Regions from separate parts of the Mus musculus genome. Here region 1 is linked to region 2. A link is a contact called in public promoter capture Hi-C data. All regions are on one chromosome and are shown on one strand. Each heading gives the region's core, a stretch centred on a gene start, on an enhancer-like site or on the middle of the called end of the contact. The rest is flanking DNA. Distances are from core to core; before and after follow the strand shown.

Region 1 (5,006 bases), core at 1,511-4,010, 860 kb before region 2:
ATATTTGTAAAATTATGTTTTGTCCAGCAATACCCCTTCCTTCCCTCTGTCTGTCCCTGCCTCCCCCCATCTGTCCCTCCCTCCCTCCTTCCCTGTATAGATTGCTTACATTGTATCTAAAATTACTGGGAGCAGAAGTGTTTCTGATGTGGATTGTTTTTTCATATTCTTCATTATTTGCACATGCCTTTTGTTATATTTTGAGCATAGGATCCAAATTCTAAACACAGACCCATTTATGTTTCCTATACAGTGTATATGCGTATATGCTTGTGGTGTAATGACAGTCTAATGCAGTCCTTCATTAGAATTCCTTCATTCTGACTGCCACTAGTCCCATGAGATCACATGTGGGGTTTCTCACTTGTGGACTTATGTCATTCTTCAGAAAGATGGAGGTTGTGGAGGTCTCCAGGTTTTTGAAATTGGGAATTTTCAATGATTTTGTTTGTTTTATGCCTCCCATCCCCCAACTTCCCACACCCTTACCCCCGTCCCCGTACACAGGGTTTCTCTGTGTAGCCCTGGCTGTCTTGGAATGTTCTCTGTAGACCAGGCTGGCCTGGAATTCAGAGATTTTCCTGCCTCTGTCTGGGATTAAAGGTGTGTGCCACTATGCCTAGCACAGAATTCTCAGTTTTATATAATACTTGTCTCTATCAAACTAGATTTTTTTCAGCAGTTTTCAGATTTTTCATTGTCAAATAAAAAGTTTGGTGCTACAACTTTCTAAATACTCCGTTCAATTACATGTATATTTTAACTTTTTACTCATTGTCACTGTGTTTGTGAGGATGTTCATGCTACAGGGTTGCATGTGAAGGTCAGGAGACCCCTTTGTGAAGTCAGTTCTCTCATCCACCTCTAAGTGCATCTGGAGGTGGGATTCAGCTCTCAAGGCTTCAAACCATCTTGATGACACAATTGCCTTTTCTTTACGATCATTAAATACTTCTGAGAAAGTTAGTCCTATTTACAGTCTTTAATGGTAGTAATTTCTTTAACATTTACAAATGCTTCTGCACCCTACTTCACAGCAACTTTATATCCATGTTCTTCCTCGCCTGGCATGAAACTGGAGGGCTTTGTTTTTGTTTTTGTTTAGTTTTTTGTTTTTAATATATATGTCTCTTCTATTTGTTGCCTTCTTTTCCGTAACCCTGACTAAAAGCCGTGAGCAGAAACTACTGCCACAGCCTGCATGGCTGCACTACTGCCACAGCCTGCATGGTTGCACTATTGCTACAGTCTTCATGGTTGCACTACTGCCACAACCTGCACGGTTGCTTACTGTCTATGACTTGAATTCAGCCGAACTCAAGTTTTTAAGAGCTAGGAGGAAGATATTAAGAGACCTGACCTTTAACCAGTAAAGTCTAGTTTCCGATAGACTTTGGTTTCTTTGTCCAGTCTGATTAGCATAATCATTGTGGTCCACATTTATCAGCCTGACTCCCACCAGAATGGCCCATTAAGGTCTACGGTAGGATTATGTACCTCACAGATGATGAGTGACTGTGAGGATGACGATGGTGATGACTTTTGTGTTTTTGAGTTAGGGATTCTATTTGCCTTTGCTGTTCTGTAACTTGCTCTGTAGACTGGGCTGCTCTCAAACTCAAAAAGGTCCATCAGCCTCTGCCTCCCTAGTGCAGGGAATAAAGGCACGCACCATGCCTGACTAAACACAACCCTCATAACTGAACATAGAGAATTGTGGAAAACGTGGCAACATTAAAAAGGTTTCTAAGTGTGTGGCAGCCAAAAATTTATTCATGATTAAACATGTAACGAATACAAGGTGTTTCTGACAGCATTCGCCTGTTTGATTTTAGATTGTTCAGCTTGCTGGCTGAAAGGGTTTTTTGTAGTTTTTTGTTTGTTTTTGTTTTTTATCAAATGAAGAGTTTGGGCTTGGAATTAAGACAGAATTTTTAACAGTTTTTGAAATGGCCCAGCCAGGTGGTGGTGGCACACACCTTTAATCCCAGCATTTGGGAGGCAGAGGCAGGCGGATTTCAGAGTTTGAGGCCAGCCTGATTTACAGAGTGAGTTCCAGAACAGCCAGGGCTACACAGAGAAACCCTGTCTCGGGGGAAAAAAAAAAAAAAAAGAAAGAAAGAAATGGCCCTAAAGTGACTTCTGCCATCTTGTACTTGTATTTTTGTGAAGGGTCTTCTCAGCATTGGCAGTCAACTCTGAAACACTGAAGGTGCTGTACATGCGGCAGTATCAAAGATTCAGCCGGCATTTAATTCTTTATGTAAACCCCCATCTCATAGTATGCAAGTTGCTCCAGTTTCTAATAAATGGTAATATATGCATTCAAAAATGGTTTTAAAATAAAATCTGTATAATTTATTATCAGTAAATACTTGGTTCATTTGCATATTTCATATACCTCTATACACAGGGCCATTAAAATTTGCTCAGGTATAACGAGGTTATTAATGGGAGAAGTCTTAGGAACCCTGCTTTAGCCTGCAGCTCTGAACTCTTCCTCATTTCTTCTGTAAACTGGTTCCAAATACTTACAGATCACATGATGAGGCAATTTTGTGTACTGATTACTTTTGTTAAAGCTTTAGCCAAAACCCTGAGAAGAAACAACTTTAAGAATTTATTTTAGTTCTGTGGTAATGGGGGCAGTGTGGCAGTAGGACCAGCTCCAGGCCACACTGGCAGGAGTGGCAGCTACTTACTTACAGCTTTGTGCAGCAGGAAGGAAACAGAGGACAGGAAGCACATCTGGGCTATAAAACTGTAAGACCTTCTCCTGATGACCCACTTCCCCCCGGGAGGCTCCACCTTCTGATAGTTCACAGTCTCAGATAGCAACACTGGTGGGCTAGGAACCAGGTGTTTAAAGACGAGAACCTGTGGGAGATGTTTCACATTTAAATCATAACAGCTTTCCCTATGTGGTAGAATCCCTAACCATGACTAGAATTAATTGTCTAAATATAGGTAAATTCTAAGTTTGTATCCCTAGCCTTGATCTAGCCTTTGAGCTCCAAATGAGTATATTTAATTCCTGGCTGATTCCCCTTGGATTTTCAGACATATCATGGTAGTGTATCCAAATCCAAGTGCAAGAGCACTGCCTCAACCCAACCTTCTCCATTATTTCCTAGTGAATGTGCCAGCTCAAATCCAGGGTCCTGTGTACACTAACCAGTCATTACCTCTGAGCTCCATCCCTGCTTCTCCTGGTAATCCTTAATCCTTTTCCTTCCATCATAAACACTACACCTAGGATTTGTTTCCATACTTAAGCATTAGATTGTTAGATCTATGATTAGTATGCCCATAAAACTACAAGCTAATATAAAATTCAGACAGGTTTATCCTTTATAATACAGAGAATATATTTTTCATATTTTTATTACTTTTATGTTTTTACAGTCCAGGTGTTGGCCCCTCTTGGTCCCCTCTCCCACAGTTCCTCATCCCATTCCTCCTCCCCTCCAGCCCCCATCTCCAAGAGGATGTCCCCCCAACCCCACCAGGTCTCCCGACTCCCTGGGGCCTCAAGTCTCTCAAGGGTTAGGTGCATCTTCTACTGAGGCCAGACCAGGCAGTCCTTGGCTATATATGTGGCAGGAGCCTCAGACCAGCTTTTGTATGCTGCCTGGTTGGTGCCTTAGTGTCTGAGAGATCTAGGGGTTCTGAGTTAGTAATGTTAGATGGTTACATAAGCAGTCCAGGTTCATGTTCCAAAATCTGCATTTCTTTATAATGTATGAGATCTTGAGTAGGAGAGATGGCTCAGTGGTGAAGAGCACTACTGCTCTTACAGAGGACTGAGTTCAGATCTTAGCACCCACTGTGGTGACTCATAACTATCTGTAACTCTAGTTCCAAAGGGTCTGACGTCCTCTTCTGACCTCCATGGGCACCACACACACATATCACACAGACATACATGCAGGCAAAGTACTCATAAGTAAGAACATCTCAGGGGCTAGAGAGATGGCTCAGTGGTTATTTGCTGCTCTCCCAGACTACTTGAATGCAGCCCCAGCTCAATCATCAGGAGGCTCACAACTGCTGGGTCCCGGAGATCCAATGCCCTCTTCTGCCCTCTGTAGGCAGCTGCACACATATGGCAGACATAGCCGACACGCATGAATAGAAATCTTTAAAAAGAAATATAAAATCTCAAATGGCTAAAATGCATTAAAGATTAACGCAAAGGGATTAGTAATGTCTTTACTCATTTGTGCCGAAAGTGAGTAAAGTATATATTTTTCAACTAACTAAATTTATTTAAGTGGAAATTTTGACTGCTCGTTTTTATATGTATTATTAATATATTATATCTATTAATATGTATGCTTATATATGTAACCATAAGAGAAACATTTACTTAGCCTATAATTTATTTTATCTAGATAACCCCCTTTTGCTCCAATTAGATGTTTTTCAGATCAACTGTAGGATTTTAATTTTTTACTAAAATTAATTTTTCTTTTATGTAAGAAAAGGACATACTGAAAATATAGCACCTACTGATTATTTACGTGAGATAATCTTATCTGAGTGCAACCTACTTCTGGTTTGTCTCAGCTAAAACTGGCATCGTTCAGTAATCTAATACAACAGTAGCTTCTGAGGAGAACACTGTTGGTGGACTGCAGTGGACTTGGTTCCTAGTTTATAGTGTGAAAGAAAAAACACCAAAACGGATGCCAGAATACCTCTGTGATACAGCCTCTGTGCTTGAGGCAAGATTGAGTTACTTTTAAATGAAGAGAACCTGAAATTCCTTCACTAGTGATCAGCACTCATTGAGGCCCTGTGGCTTTGTGAAAATGTTTATTGTCACAAAAGTATTTTATACTTTTTATATGATTAAAATTTAATTCCCTTTCTTATTTTGAATTGGCTTTCTTTTGTCTACTTTCTTTTTTTAATGAAAAGGATGAATGGAAGGAAGTATAAGATGGTACCTCTGTTTCCTTCTTTTGTATAATCTTGTTGCATGTCTCTACATAAGCTGTTCT
Region 2 (5,008 bases), core at 93-2,592:
AAGACTAAAATAAACAGTGCTCCAAAGACCATTTTTCTCTCTTAATTCTCTCTTTCTAAACAAGCTAAATTCATGTTCATTTACAATCTCCCAAATCTCTCACTATTGTAGCAGAAATCTAAAACAAAGACTCTACAAATGATCAAAACCATAATTAAAATGCAGCCGTCACTTTTTTTTAAGATAAAAAAAGAATGAAATTTCAGAGTAGAGACAGGCCGATGACAAAGAAGTCTGGTCTTGAATCATTTGTTTATTTTTATCGTTAAATATTTTGGTAGGTTTGGATCCACTAAATGCTGGCAGTTGGTTTCATCTACAGTCAAGAAGACCAGAAGATTCGCTACAACCACTTTAGGGGTAAAACAGGAACTCACTTTAACAACCATCCGAACTCAGATGTCCTCAATCCATTCTGGAAGACGGTTCTCACACGCATTATTAATGAAGGCTGCTTATTGTGAAATCGCTGGAACGGGCCACCAAATGGTGTGCTTTCATTATTAACGAAACTAGCAAAAATAGTAATTATGTTCTCCATAAACAGTGCTTATGCAGGATCTCCAGGCGCATGAGAAACATACATTTTCAGCAACCCAACAATGACGTGCCATTGTTGTTTTTTTTCAGGCAGTTCCAATGTCATCTGGGCAGTTTAGAATTAAAGTTTTTCCCGAGATCTGTCACGCGCGGGGCGAGGCGTGGCTGCGGCCCGGGTCACCCAGTGCCCACCCTGGTGTAGATCCCCGCGCCTGCGACACCCGCGTGTGCTCCCACGGAAGGCGAGGGTGCTCGGGAAGGGCAGCCGCCGCAGGTTCCCCGGGATCGCCGCGAGCTGTGCCAGGCCGGACTCTTCCGGGCACCGAGTGCCCGGCTGGACCGGCCCGGACATGCCCAAGCCGTCCTCGGCCCAGCGGCAAGGGACTGAGGGCTCAGGGGCTGCGGTCTCGGGGTCTGCGGGCTCGGGGACCACGGGTCTCCAGGGCACCGGGGGCGAGCCAAGGACAGCCGCCCGCCGAGCCCCGGCCTCCCGCAGCCGCGCTGCCCCGGCCCCGCAGGCCCCGGTCCCGCCGGTCCTCCAGCGGAGCTCCCTCCCGCCTCTCCCGTCCCCCACAGCCCTTACCTGGCTCCCGGATCGGGCGCGAGCGGCGGCGGGGGTCGGGGACGGCGGCCCGCGCGGCTCCCACGCTTCCGCCGGAGTCAGGAGTTGAACATTCCGCCTCTCCGCGCGGCGCCAATGAGGAAGACGTCGCGGCAACAGCACCACCTACCTCCGAGCGTGGAACCGCCGGCCGGCCAGCCTCCGGGCACGCCCGGCTCGGTGCCCAGCAGGGAGGCCGGGGCTCGGGGTCGCGGAGAGCCCGGTTGCTGCCCCCCCCCCCTTACCCCCCGTGAGACTGAATGCACTTGGCTGGGAAGGGGACAGCAGGGAAGGCAATGTCAGGGTCGCGGGTGCCTCAGTGGGACCATCAACAGGTACTTTGGAGATTTTGAGGAGGAGTCAAGGCCTGCTGCTCTGGTTGGTGACTTTTAAGATGAAGTGCCCGCGATTTCCCATCGAGGAGACAGAGTCCATGACAAGTGTGAACAAAACGTGTCACCTGGCTTTGGGAAGAAAAGAAATTGATCGGGGAGGATGTAGATGGAGTGGAAAAAGAGGAGAGGTTGCAAAAGTAGGGAACACAGTTTCTGAATTAGAATTTCACGTGTACACACGTGGAGAGTTAAGGAAAGTTGAAATCGTGCAAAATGGATATTCGTATTTTAGTGCATGGCTTTATATTTGGAGCAGGAGGCTTACCAGCCTGAAGATGTTAAGCCATATTCTCTTTCCTCCCCATCCATTTTAGTAGTGGTTTAGAGAGTTGCTTAGGGATGGAAACAAGATAAGTGGTAGATATTGTCACTACCAGGTAACAGATAGAATCGTGAAGGCTAGAGTTAGAGGGTACAGTTTGGGATCGTTTTTAAAAAGAAAATTGGAATTGAGAGACATGTTTCAGAAAGAGGCCACAGAAATTTGTGACCCATTCGGTTGGGAAAGAAGAAAGCGGTGATGCCAAGATTTGAGACCTGGGTGACTGGAAGAACGATGGTGTCATTGACAGAAATAGAAATCTGTGGAGAGGAAACTGGCTTCCTGCTGAGTTTTGAAGTCAGGAGAGGAAAAACAGGCAGAGATGAAACAAGAAACGGAAATCAGAAAAGAAGCCCAAAGAGAAATAGAAATTTTGAAAACCGTTCATATATATTTAATATATGAATGGGAAAGGATGGGTAAATATACACTAATGAAAAAAGAAACCACTTTCTGGTCTGTGATTACAAAGACTGAGGATTTTGGATTAATAAATTGCATTTTGGTAACTGAGAAGGTTGATGAAAACTATCCAGCTAAAAAAAATTCTTTTGTAGGTGATCAAACAATTGTTTAAAAAAAAAAAAAAGCTGTCTATCTACTCAAAAAAAAAAAAAAAAAAAAGGGTGCTGGGCTCTTGAGCGCGAAATGAACATGAGACTGCAGTCACCTTAGCTTTAAAGACATCCGATTGTGTCCTGACTCTGGCTGAGGAATCAGAGAGCCTGACTTTGCTGTTGCTCCTCTCAGTTGTCACATGGGACACTTAACAGGCAGTCCTCAGTTTCCTGCTCACCAAAATCAGGTGTTAGCCACTGGTTCCAGCTTGCCAGTCACCAGCCATCCATACCTTGCTTTGTACTGGAAGCCTGCAGCTTCTGATATTTTTAGCTTATACTATCTCTCCTTCCTTCATTCTATTTTCCTTCTATAATTAGGCTCAGAGAGTAGGCAACAGGAGCAATAAACTCTACAAAGTACTTTCAAAAACTTATTTGAAGGAGCACCTCACAGAAGGCCTCCTGCCTTCCCATTATGTTGCAAGGTCCTCACTGCGATACCTTATACTCTATTGTGGGGGCCACGGCTGTGACTCTGTGCTAAACGTAGGCTTGCCTCGACTTCTTAAGACTTATTTTTAATGTGTGTGTGTGTTTCCCCTGTGTGTATGTATGTGCACCATATGCACGCCTGGTGCCTATGGAGGTCAAAAGAGAGGTGAGAGCCATTGGAACTGCAGTTATATGTGTGTGGGAGCCACCATGTGGGTGGTAGGAATTGAACCAGGGTCCCTTGCAAGAGCAGCAAGTGCTCTTAACCACTGGGCCACCTCTCTAGTCTCACTGCTTCAAGATTTGAGTTTTTTGGTTTTTTTTTTTTAAATAAACTGCTTGTCTACTTGTGAATATATTGATGTTTTTAGACATCAGAGCTAATATAGTCTATATTGTGTTTACTCCTAATGCTCAACTTTTTCAAACTTAGGGGGGAAAAAATCTTTTTGCAAGTTTGTTTTTTTAGTTAATCCAAGTTGGACAGAGTATAGATTTGCGAGTGTAAACAGCACTAACAAAGAGTCCTTGTCGAAACTATCAAACCTTTACTTCAAAGACTTCCACACTAAAAATAGATGTACTCTCAGCAGTGGGGTGGCTTAGAAGTCCTTAGCACCCTCTTATAGCCAAGAACACCCTCCAATGTAAGCATGCATTCTAAGTTTAAAAAAAAAAACTTTTCAAAGTGATGTTTAAATACAACTTAACAACAATGTAACCCCTTATTCAACGGGCTTGTCTCCCCTAAACTTTTCTTTAATGGAAATCCTGGAAATGCCACCAGCTAACAGTAGAAGAACTAGCAGGTCACTTGAAAGGAAGAAAGGAGTCCTTTCTCCTCTAAAGTGATAACATCTGCCCCACAGGCTGGTACCTGGGGCACTCTTTCCAGTCATCTTAGTTCTGTATCTCAGATGGGGAATCTTCGAAGTCTGGACCACAGCATCACAGCTAAGAATTTACCCAACTCGTCTACAGAGGCCAGTGCTGTATAGCTCTGAGTTCCTAGGAAACTAAGGTGCGCAACCAAACGTCCTCTGTGGTAAGTATAGTCATTTCCTTAAAATCGGAACTGAAGCCTACATCACTGTCAGAAGACAGCTCACTGGAGATGCTCTGCCCTTCCACCACAGGGTTGGTAGCAAGCACTTTTATCTATGGCACCATCTTTCAGTCCTATATAATGGATTGTGATGAAACCCAGTCAGGTGTAGTGGTTCACCACTGTAACCTCAATATCTCAGATGCTAAGGCAAGACAGCTTCTGTGAGGTGCAGCCAGCCTAGGCTACAGAGTGGGACCTTGTCTCAAAACCCAAAAACAAATTGGAAAAACAAAACAACAACAACAACAAAAACCATTGTCCAAACCTTTTTAAAAATCAGAAAAGTACCTCCCCTCTCTCTTTCTCTTTTGGAAAACCTCCTGAATGTCTGGTTTGAATAAGAAGGCGTGGATTCTCATTCTGCCTCTGTGACTAATATATTACAACACCACACACATGTACTCTCTGGAAAATTCTACAGCCATGAAACTATACATAAAAGTAATCGAAGTCAAGCCCCCGAGAGGGTCGTGATTGCTACTATAGAGTCTAAGGGTGCTCTCTAAGTGGAGGGAGCTCATAGCTGATACTGTCTGGGGACAATGTCACAGCTGGAATGAGTAGGCGAAGAAAGTCCTTTGCTAGACATTAGAACACGTGGAATGTAGTCCCATCTGTATCCTTAAGGAGATGCCCACTTTGGGGGACTAGACAACCTAGTGGTCACGTGGGATGATAGAGGCCCACGCCTGCCCTTCAAAGACAAGATCTAAAACTGAGTTTGCCACAGCCCTCCAGCATCACGCCACAGCCCTCCAGCATCACGCCACATCCGGGCTCCTCTTGCCTTACTTCAAGGTAGAAGTGACGGTAAGAAACTGATAATCTCATAAAAGATATGACTTCTTGTGGTTTCCCGCAGGAATCGGGAAGGGTGGTGTAGCTCTTTTTCATCTAGACCTTCGACAGAGTTCTCAGCATGGTTTTATAAATCAGACAGAGATTTGAGCTACTGGCGACACAGCGTAATGAGTCGCTCTAGGAGCGGGA

Evidence for each region. Promoter capture Hi-C pulls out the DNA fragments that hold promoters and counts their contacts.
Region 1: a contact with region 2 is called in a promoter capture Hi-C map of pre-B cells, with 4 times the contacts expected there. The contact joins the enhancer-like site here to the promoter of Map3k20 in region 2. A contact is called at or near these places in 5 of 39 promoter capture datasets (embryonic stem cells, hippocampal neurons, liver and 2 more), 8 of 115 datasets of contacts at active chromatin or transcription factors (bone marrow-derived macrophages, embryonic basal ganglia, embryonic forebrain and 5 more) and 1 of 9 other capture datasets (embryonic stem cells).

The regions. Positions count from the first base shown.
Region 1 is chr2:73,144,050-73,149,055 of GRCm38.p6, reverse strand. All of the region lies in intron 5 of Ola1 (Obg-like ATPase 1), which reads left to right. Among named protein-coding and RNA genes, the nearest start is that of Ola1, 68 kb to the left of the region's middle. Within about 2 kb of position 2,760, at least 20 of the 459 cell types and tissues checked have an H3K27ac peak or open chromatin away from gene starts, as enhancers often do. A contact at or near this core is called in bone marrow-derived macrophages, pre-B cells and pro-B cells, where this site is marked.
Region 2 is chr2:72,281,971-72,286,978 of GRCm38.p6, reverse strand. It overlaps Map3k20 (mitogen-activated protein kinase kinase kinase 20), which reads right to left and starts at 1,342. Exons shown (of 20, transcript NM_023057.5): 1 at 1,124-1,342.